2 separate regions of the Gadus morhua genome follow, and region 1 is linked to region 2. The links are chromatin contacts, called in public Hi-C maps. All regions are on one chromosome and are shown on one strand. The core of a region is the stretch at or near the end of the contact, and the rest is flanking DNA. Distances in the headings are between cores, read along the strand shown. Region 1 holds the start of LOC115530038 (PC-esterase domain-containing protein 1A). Region 2 holds the start of rwdd (RWD domain containing 4).

The links. Hi-C and Micro-C count contacts between places; a contact is called where the count stands out from the background.
Region 1: a Hi-C map of heart shows a contact between it and region 2, with 10 times the contacts expected there. The contact joins the promoter of LOC115530038 here to the promoter of rwdd in region 2. A contact is called at or near these places in 5 of 6 Hi-C or Micro-C datasets (blood, gill, gonad and 2 more).

The regions. Positions count from the first base shown.
Region 1 is chr17:7,464,444-7,469,052 of gadMor3.0, reverse strand. LOC115530038 (PC-esterase domain-containing protein 1A) reads right to left here and starts at 3,033. Exons shown (of 7, transcript XM_030339218.1): 1 at 2,687-3,033; 2 at 2,507-2,586; 3 at 1,541-1,773. The coding sequence starts at 2,840.
Region 2 is chr17:7,332,908-7,338,028 of gadMor3.0, reverse strand. rwdd (RWD domain containing 4) reads left to right here and starts at 1,258. Exons shown (of 8, transcript XM_030338795.1): 1 at 1,258-1,470; 2 at 1,716-1,796; 3 at 1,897-2,006; 4 at 2,164-2,314; 5 at 2,848-2,941; 6 at 3,048-3,097; 7 at 3,244-3,246; 8 at 3,346-4,045. The coding sequence starts at 1,447. The coding sequence ends at 3,375.

The DNA.
Region 1 (4,609 bases), core at 1,784-4,283, 130 kb before region 2:
ATATTAAAATGCCTTTTGAACTTTCTATTTTACCCATTTCTTTGCATACGTTTTCTTTTACTTATCTATTATTTTATATTATTGTATGACAATGTTTATATGTGAAGCACTTTGAGTCTGCCTTGTGTATGAAAAGTGCTATATAAATAAAGTTGCCTTGCCTTGCCTTTTACTTTAGCCACATTTGAAGAGTTGGCTTGTGGTGGCATTGAAAAATAAATCGTATTTTTTTTACACTATGGTTACAGTCTCATTCCTGACCAAACAACTGTTGCGGTTTAACTTCCACGAAACGAGCCTACTTTCATTCGTCTTCCTACATCACCATCTTTCCTAAAATGTCTGTACGTTTGCTCAGTTTTATAGTCATACTGCACCAAAAAAAAAACACACAAGCAACTAGTAGTGGATAATAACTACAGTATATATTCTCTCAAAATTCCTCCCAAATGCCTAAGTAACTGCTCAGTAGATGGATCACAAACCGTTATAATTGGACACGTACCCAGAAGTCAAAAAATGATGACAGTATTAGTTATTTATAAGATCCCTAATCAACCCCTTATTTCATAATGTGACATCTTCCTCACTGGCAAGTATGCTCACGGACATCGGGGCAGCGGAGCTATGCGTTTGACTGCAAATTGTATCGCCCCCCCATCAGCGAAATGCTAACAAACTGTTTGGAGATGTGCTTACCGTTAACACAAATGTCAGACAAATTTGAGCACTTTTGCGAAATCAGGGGCTGAGCAATAAGAGTCACCTATCCGGAATATTACATAAATCCTTGAATAACAATGGGTAAATTCCTTGAATAACTAATAATTGTCATGACGTAGAACAAAGTTTACTTCAACACAAGCCTCTTATGCAAGTAAACATTCGGTTGAAGAACCAATGTGAAGCCACTTCAAGTTGGATTTCTATCATACTTTTGCAAAGCAAGTCACTAAACCCCAAGTCGCTCGAGCTTCACAGCGAAGCGCAATCATTGAAATTGGACGACCTCCGACGTGTATTACACATACTGCGTTATGTGAGGGATTCCAAAGAAAATGTGTTCCTCAGAATGCTACTGACTTGCATACGCTGTAGAATCCAGTCAATTCCATGAGAAAACAAGGACATCAGGAATGCTATTGATATTTCGTGCAGCTGCGACTGGAATTCTTAAAAATTTGGTTTGTTCATCTTTCTACACACAACTATTCAGGACCTTTGTGAGCAACCCTCCACCTTAGTCAGTCTAACATGCCAGGGTCACAACCACCTCAATAAAAAAAAACATGCTTACGTCAATAGAATAGTCAAGTCAATTCTTTTTTTTTTGTGATGAAAACTTCACAAGCAACAAACTTTTCTAAAGACTACCATCACCATAATGGAATAGGTTACTTATAATTGGATCCCAGTGCCCTGGGAGAGAGCTGGACAAATATATACATTAAAAAGTGTACACACACACACACACACCACAGAATCCCAGCAGGGGAGCACATCATCAACAACAGAATACAGAGTAGGGAGGGATGGATACCTGGACACGTCACAGACGGAGGAGTTGACGACGAGGAGGTCTGGCTTGAGGCCTCCGCGGAGATCCTCCAGGATGCTCTCCATGTAGGGCGAGTAGACGCGGCTCAGGAAGTAGTAGCGCACCAGGTGGTGCTCCGAGCGGTACTGACGCACCTCCCTGTAGTCGGGGCCATTGCTCAAGGGCCCGAGACTGCCACCTTCAACCAGGCCGTCGTGTTCAAATGAAGCTTCACCCTTTTAGAAAAGGTTGGGAGATTAAGTCACATGCCCAATTAAGTTGAAGGGATTTACATGTAAAGTAAATAAAGAAGATTTGTGTACATTGGTTTACTGAATATATGCTTGTGACAGTTGGATGAGTAGTCAAAATTACAAATGCACATTCCTGATATTACATATTAAAGCTTGTATGGGCAACTTGGAGAAATCATGATTTTTTTAAGTAGCCAACTGGAAACAATGTAGGTAGACTGACAGCTAGGTCGTCCAAAAGATTAATTCGGGCAGAATTAAATGATTGGATGGTTTTATTGCAGGTCTGCTGCAGCCAGATAACAGATGTTTTGTGAAAATGTGTCAAGAGCATTGGATTTCTTGATTGCCGTCTTGGTGCGAAGAGAATTTCAACAAACCAACAAAAAATGCTTCTAAATTAAATTGCCTTTCTATGCTTCTTTGGAGATACCAACCAAAGTAACCTAGCTTTAGAAAGTATCCAACCGTAATAAAGTCATGCAGCTCTTTATATCATTCAATTAGTTGGAAACTGGAACGATTCGCAGGTTTAATACAGGCCTGAAACAGCAGCATAGTTACATTTTGAATTTTTTAAGACCCCGATTGATTTATTGCTGGCAGGTTTTAAAGAGAAAAGAAAAAATGATTCAACTATAAAATGGCCTCCCCTTGCTTTAATCCCCACAGGGGGACAATATGTAGAGCTAGTGTCGTCGATGGCCCACTTCACCTTAGACTTCAGCTGAGAGCTCGTCAGGAACGTGTCCTTCTGAAGCAGCAGGACGAGGTCCTTGTACATGGAGCGCTGTACTGAAACGCACATGTAATCGGAAGGGTTTTTAATTAATGTATTAGTGTCGTAGCTGATTCAAGTACACAGCATTAAAGTGCAAACTATTGATTTTCTCACCTGAACCACCGAGAATCACAACAAATTTGTTGTGCAGCAGTTGGCTGGCTTCATTTAATGTCACAAATCCTAGCATGTTCACAGCTTTTGTTTTTTTAAAAAAATGTTTAAAACCGTCCACAAATAGGATAATACTGCATGTCGATGAGTGCATGTATTCTTTAACGATTAAAACCACGGCAACTTGAATACCGTTGTATTTTGCGAAATGGAGGACAGATTGGATTGTGTGCAGAGGAAGCGACACGTCTCGGGTGCAACGTAGGCGACAGAGAAAAAGTTAATTAGCTTAATCCGCTGCAGTTGAGAGTTTTGATGATAGCAGTGGCGAAGTCACGCCTCTTCCGGTAGAGCCCATGGGACCTATGAGATCGAAAAATAATTATAATGATAATTTTTCAATAAACGGAGAAGAGTTTGACCGTTTATTGTGCAATTGTTCAGTTAAAGGCTGTAGTGAAAACACAATGAGAAAGACTGCATGTCACGTATGTGCCGTCACGCTCCCTGCGACTGGGGTGAACAAGACCGACAATCTTCCCATCGAACTGAAACTATCCACGTGCCCCAACTAATGGTTTTCACCTCTTTCGATGCTTTTATCCTCCCCTTGGAAAATACGTAACATTATCAAACTTCTTCACGAAAATGTTTAGTTTGCTTTGGATGAAAAATGATCATTTAAATCCACAAACAACATGTGTGTAATCCGGGGCATATAAAGACTGGGACCAGAAAATAATTACTTTCTCTCCGTTGAAACCCATTCATATTTTTAGATCTCATAGGTCCCATGGGCTCTACCGGAAACGGCGTGACTTTATGCGCCACTCTATGAGTAGGGACTTTGGTTACTCAAAACGCGCCCTTTTTGATGCCCATTGGTTTCTTTGGAAGTCTAGGCGTCATGTTAAACAAAACAAATAATTCATTAGGGATTTATATCGAATTATCTTTTGAAATTGGGGAAACAATATTATCAATAGGCACGACAGGTGGCACTACAGCCCAGTCCATTTCTGAACTACGGACGATTGCGCATGCGTGCAAGTGTGGCAAAATAGTTTTTTTGCCGTTACATTTGTTCCCGACAAAGAAAACAGCTACATTGGTCTAATACCCTTTTTCAATATTCTCAAATGTCAAGAATCTCAAAATGTATTCAAAGTTAGACCTTGGGCCTCCGCTATATGAACAAAGTTATCCCTGTTTCATTAGAAAATCAAATGAACATCCCTTACCGTTATTCAAGAGTAACTGTTGGCATCTTAAATTTAAGGTATAAGGAGCCTTGGATCCCATCTTGAGTATCAGGCATGGTGGCCTTTTTTTTATTTAGCTGGAGATCTATGTTTAGAATCTACAAAGACAGGTGGTTAAACAACTCTGCATCGCAACCAAACCAGTGGCAAGGAGAAGTCCTCTTTCTCCTTATCCAGTGCGATAACTGGATCTGATCTCAATGACGAAAGGGCTGGAACCAAAGATATAAAAAAAAAAAAAAAGATATAAATAAAAGTATACAATTCTGAGCAGAAAATACATAAAACATCGAAGGACATTTATTTCCCAAACTTGCATTCTGCCAACACCAGTTCAGTAGTTCGCCCACACATGAACATTCAAAATGTATCCTGGTTCCCTCCTAAACCTGGAGTCTATGGATCCGGAGGTGCCCGTCTAATCCACCTGTTGCTGTTGCCTGCGCAGCCCTCGGAGACTGTTATTGTGATAAGGGCTGTACAAACAAACTTGAATGTTGATGTTGTCTCTCACGATCCACGGCCTCCTGGGTGCGCCCCTTTATTTCCTCCCGGTCCCAACAAAAGAGAAGCCACTCAACAGTAAACCCACCATCTGCCAGACACGAGTGGGTATTAACACAGGGACATGGCACACTCTGTTTCTATTGTCGCAGAGTGC
Region 2 (5,121 bases), core at 9-2,508:
GGTTGAGTTTTTGGATTCTATTCAGATATTATTTTATCCTTGGTTAACAAGCGATGCAAGCTAATTTGTAGAATAAACGACTTGATAGTCAGGTTTTGTTGCATTTATAGATTGCAATAATTGTATAAATCTGGGGTGGTGGATAACGAAATAAAGCATGCATGCACAACAACAATTCATTCCTGCTCATGCCAGGAATATCCATTCCCAGCCAATCACCATGGGCCCATGAGAGGGGAACATCAAGATTAGGTTGTACCAATCTCAGAAATGAAACATTTACTTAATATTTATGTTGGTTTTCTATAATGTAAAATTTAATTATTGGGTGACACCAGAACGCCTACACCAGACATAAAACAATTATCTGGGAGTCGATTTAGCGATGGCAATCTGCACGCTAGCATAAGGCGTTGAACATGAGAAATGTTAAATCACAGGGCACGGATGCGAGGGAATGAACTTCAGTATTCTTTCTCCACTTGGAATGGAAACGGCAGCTTTACCTTCAATTAACTACACGCTTGAATCCAATTTGACTGAAATTGACAAAAGGGCTCGGAGCATTTCCCTTCTTGTGTAAATGTTAATACTAGGTATTAAAGACGGCCACGGGAGACGGCATTGGCTTTGATTTACTTTCGAATCATACTCCATATGCAGCAGCAGGGACTTGGGGGGGGGGGGGGGGGGCAAGTTGGTAATCTTGGTTTCAGCAACTGTATACAACGCTGGGAATTATAGAACATATGGGACCACAATAACAGGACTGGACTACTCCAAATTTGATGCATTTAAACTACTTGTGAGACCATCGCAGGCCTTCACACTGTCTGGCCCAGCCTCAACACCTAACCCAACCACACAGACAGACAAATAGCTGCAAAAGGCTCACATCCAAAGCTGGCTTACTCGGGGTGGGGTTGATACGTGATTTTACCATGGCTATTGAGTGCACTCAGCATTTCCCAGACACATTATCTCTCGCAGTTAACCTTGTAGAAATGTACCATCTTTTTTTAAGTCTAACTATTTAAAAAAATGAAGTCCAAGCGCCACCTAGTGGTACAATCAATAGACGGTCGTTTCGCTCACACTGCGTGGCTAATGGTTCGGAGTTTAAACAAATCTGGTAACGCGGATAAAATAATAAAAACATGTACAATCAATAATAATGTGACAAACATACGAATAATAATGACACATAGAAATGCTCTTTTCCACTTACTGATAGGCGGAGTTGTCATAGGGTTCAGAGTTCATGTATAGTACGCATGCGCCGTACATATCACGGTGGCCGCTCGTCAACTCAGCTATGATAGTAGAAAATGTATATTGAACCTTAACTTCTGCTTACAGTAATGAGACGGTAACTTCACGTATTACAGTTTTTATTCGAAAAAGGACTCTAGAAGGACACTAGAGTCAGTCAGCTTCTGACAGAAGATGACAGCCAACGAGGATCAAGAGGTATACTGATAATGCGGGTTGCTAGCCAGCTAACTAGTCGCTAAGTAATTATCATTGTGTTTAAAGGCTATCTGTTTGTGTTTAGTTTGACTAACTACTGTCGCGTAGGGGAACATCGATAGACATGTCCGTCCTAAAGGAATCGCAGCTCTACTCTTCATTTGAATACATTTGTGAAAACCATGTGCATCCCAAACTGGTCAGCTCGTCTCCTCACTTAACCAGTTGTTTTAATGTGTTTTTAGATGGAGTTGGAGGTTCTCCGCTCCATCTACGAGGGGGATGAGTGTTTCAAAGAGATCAGCCCTGTGTCCTTTCAGTACAGGGTGAGTTGGCCACTTGTTGAATCAATGTAATGTAATGTATATGATGGAAATTAAATCCGTTACCTTTTGCTATACGAGTGACGAGTTTCTTTCAACACAGGTGGGAGAACTTGATGACACCAAAGCCTTCATTCTTGATTTCACGTGGCCGGAATCCTACCCAGCTACCGCCCCTCAGATATCCCTAGTTGCATTTTTTAATAACAGAATGTGAGTACCAATCGAAATCTGACATTTCCAGATTGAAATCCACAACGGTTGAACCATGTAGACCTCGTTTAAGATCAAATCAAAAACCCACTTCTTAATTGTTTATCTTATTTTTCTTACTTACTTTTCCTCACCCCTCCCAACTCTACCGCCACAGATCCTCACTGACGAAGCAGCAGATTGTCTCCAAGGTGGAGGAGCAGGCAGAGGCCAGCCTGGGCGAGGCCATGATGTACACGCTGTTTGAGTGGGCCAAGGAGAACCAGGAGAGCCTCATGGAGGATCATCAGCCCGTCGTCACCGCTGTGGTCAGTGGGCTCGCTGGACTTTGTGGGCTTAGTCCTTTTGAGATACTTCTGGGGTATTAGGAATCGGAAACTTTCCGCCCGTCAGACCAGAACTGTGGTGAATAGCCAGAACTCTAGATGGAAACGTGGGTGTTCAGGGTTTGACAAACAGAATTCCAGGTGTGTGAAATACCTCTGAGGTGAGAGTATGCCTACACTCCCTAGACAACACACATACGCAGTGTTGGAAGTCCCTGTGAAAGGGGACACAAGCAGAGAGAAAGACATGATGGATATACACATAAATGCAGTTTTAAGGGTGTAATCTCACCCTTAAAATTCGTTCCAACTACCCTAACGGTAGCCTGAATGTGCTGAAGCACATTGGACTGCCCCTTTAACTTTGGCTTGACTAGCAAACTAATAATGAAATGCAATGCTAAGGCCTGGAAGAGATAAACAATTAATTAGCTTGATAACAGATCAGACAATATCATGAGACCCATATCATATTTCAAATATATTAATCACCAAAATCTACTTTCCGGATGCAGATCTCCAATGACACGACAGCGACAGAGGGCAAGAAAAAGGAGAAAAAGGAACAGCTCACAAAATCACAAAAAAGGAGGATAACTTGTAGGACGGGTAAATTGAAAACCTATTATTTCAGATTCTAAGGCTGTTCCAGCTCAAAGATGATTGCATGGAATCGGTGAAGAAGCAGTGGATTAAACTATAATTTACGTTTCAGATAACAAGGGGGAAATGCCCCGAGGCTGGGACTGGTGTGACGTTATCAAGGTACGTTTTATTTATTTTGTTTCTCCCCTTTACTCCACTAGATGCCAATGGTTGACAATGTACAAAATGACCTGTTCTGTCATATAACCTGTCAATATCTTTGTCGTTTCTTTGAATATGTTTACACTGACGGATTCATCTTCCAGCATGTGAGTAAAAACCTTTCTGGACATATTCATGCATATATTTTCCTCATTACAAAAACAATATCTGACACTTTGCTTCTAACTATTTGTTTGTTTTTTTAGCTTAGCAGAACCGGAGGGATGAACGACTAGGTGAATACTGTGGAAGAGAAGAGGGCGGATTTAAGGTGCCGGGCGTTTACAAGACGGATTCAAGTGGATTGTGCAGAATTCAGTTCGGCCCCCTAAATCCAACAACACCGGCTCGCAACTGAAGAAGCTGCGATCACGACCGCCGAGTCCTCGAAAAATGTCGCAGTCCCAAAGTTTAAAGTAAAACCGCTCGTTTCAGCACTCGATCGGAGGCCAGAGCCATTCTGTGAGGTGTAGGTGTCGCACGGCTGTTTAGGAATTCTTCTTATCAAAGAGGGTTTTAGATTCACAAACAAACCTTGTGCTTTTCTCTCCCCCCCCACCCGAGTGTTTGGTTTTATTCACGTTTTGATACCGCTTATGGTGGAGGGCTAGGAGGAGGGGGAACAGTCACTATAACGGTTGGATGAGACATCGAGTCAGTTGACAGTGTTGTCATATGGAAGATGGATGTGCACCACTGCCATTGTTGTCCTACGATGCTTACCTGTAGTCCTCAAGTGATAAAAAAACAAAAATACTGCAGCAACCTGATGGCCTTCAAGGATGCACTCAATATTTTACGTAGTATTTATAACTATAAAAAAACATTTAATTATTTGACAAGAGTGTGGTCCCCCTTTAAAGTTGACATTTTTATGGAAAAATAAAAAAACAAATGCACTTTTGACTCGTGTGTCGGAAATTCTTCTTTACAAAGTTTATTGGCTTTGTTCAACGCATGGCAATAAAAACAACTTCATTCTGTTAAAGGTATTTTCATTTCAATGTTTGTTTGCTGTTTGTTGCCAGGTTTCTAAAGTTATCAAACTGAATAGTAGAATAGGATACAAATATTTCTCTATTTACTAATTACTCCTGTTATATTAAAATAATAAGTAGGCCTAAGTAGCTTATACTGACTTAATGCCACCCATCTGTCTCCACTAACATGCATCACTGGGCTAACATAAAACACATTAAAAGTTCACTTGTGGCATGCGTTTAGCGCTGCACAAGAACTCCGCCCATAAATTCTCTCCCAGCAACGTCGGCTAGGACAGCTGGGGAGCGTATAGCCTACTGTAGACTCGTCCCAATAACACGCACCATGGACAGCAGCCCTGGGAACGGAATACACAAAAAGAGGAGAAAGGTAAATGAGCCGAGACTTATTGAACGCCTTTAGTTATTTTGTAAATTAAAGTAATTTATGTTGCTGCCCAGGTACTTTCAAATGCAATGGTCCAAATCGTAGATATACCTTAGGCCATATAACAGTTTAATTTCCTATAGAAGCGCGTTAATAGTTGAACAACTTGAAGTCTCGTCTTTAAGGGGGTTGGGGGTAGCAGTTTAATCTCATGCATATTGAGTGTGTTTCAATGCAAACAAATACATCATCCTACAAAAATAAACCACCACAGGCGAACATTAAAGTGTTATAATTGGTCGTCATTGTCCTGCAGGAGGACAAACGAGTTATACGATTACCAGCCATTCCCAACGCTCCCACTTCGCTGTGCCAGGTCTGTGGTTTATCGTAGCAAAAAAAACTCCCTCTCCATGAGAACTGTTACCACTAAATACTCCAAAACAATCGATCCCTGCTAGTCTGAGTGTCAGTAGCTAACACAAGACTCATCATCCCCTGTGAACCACCTAGGGGGGCAAAGAAAGGCAGAGCACATCCCAAAGACTGCACAAGCTCTTCTTCTCCAACTGTCTCGCAGACTTTGGTCCGCTGAAGAAGACCAGTAGGACAAC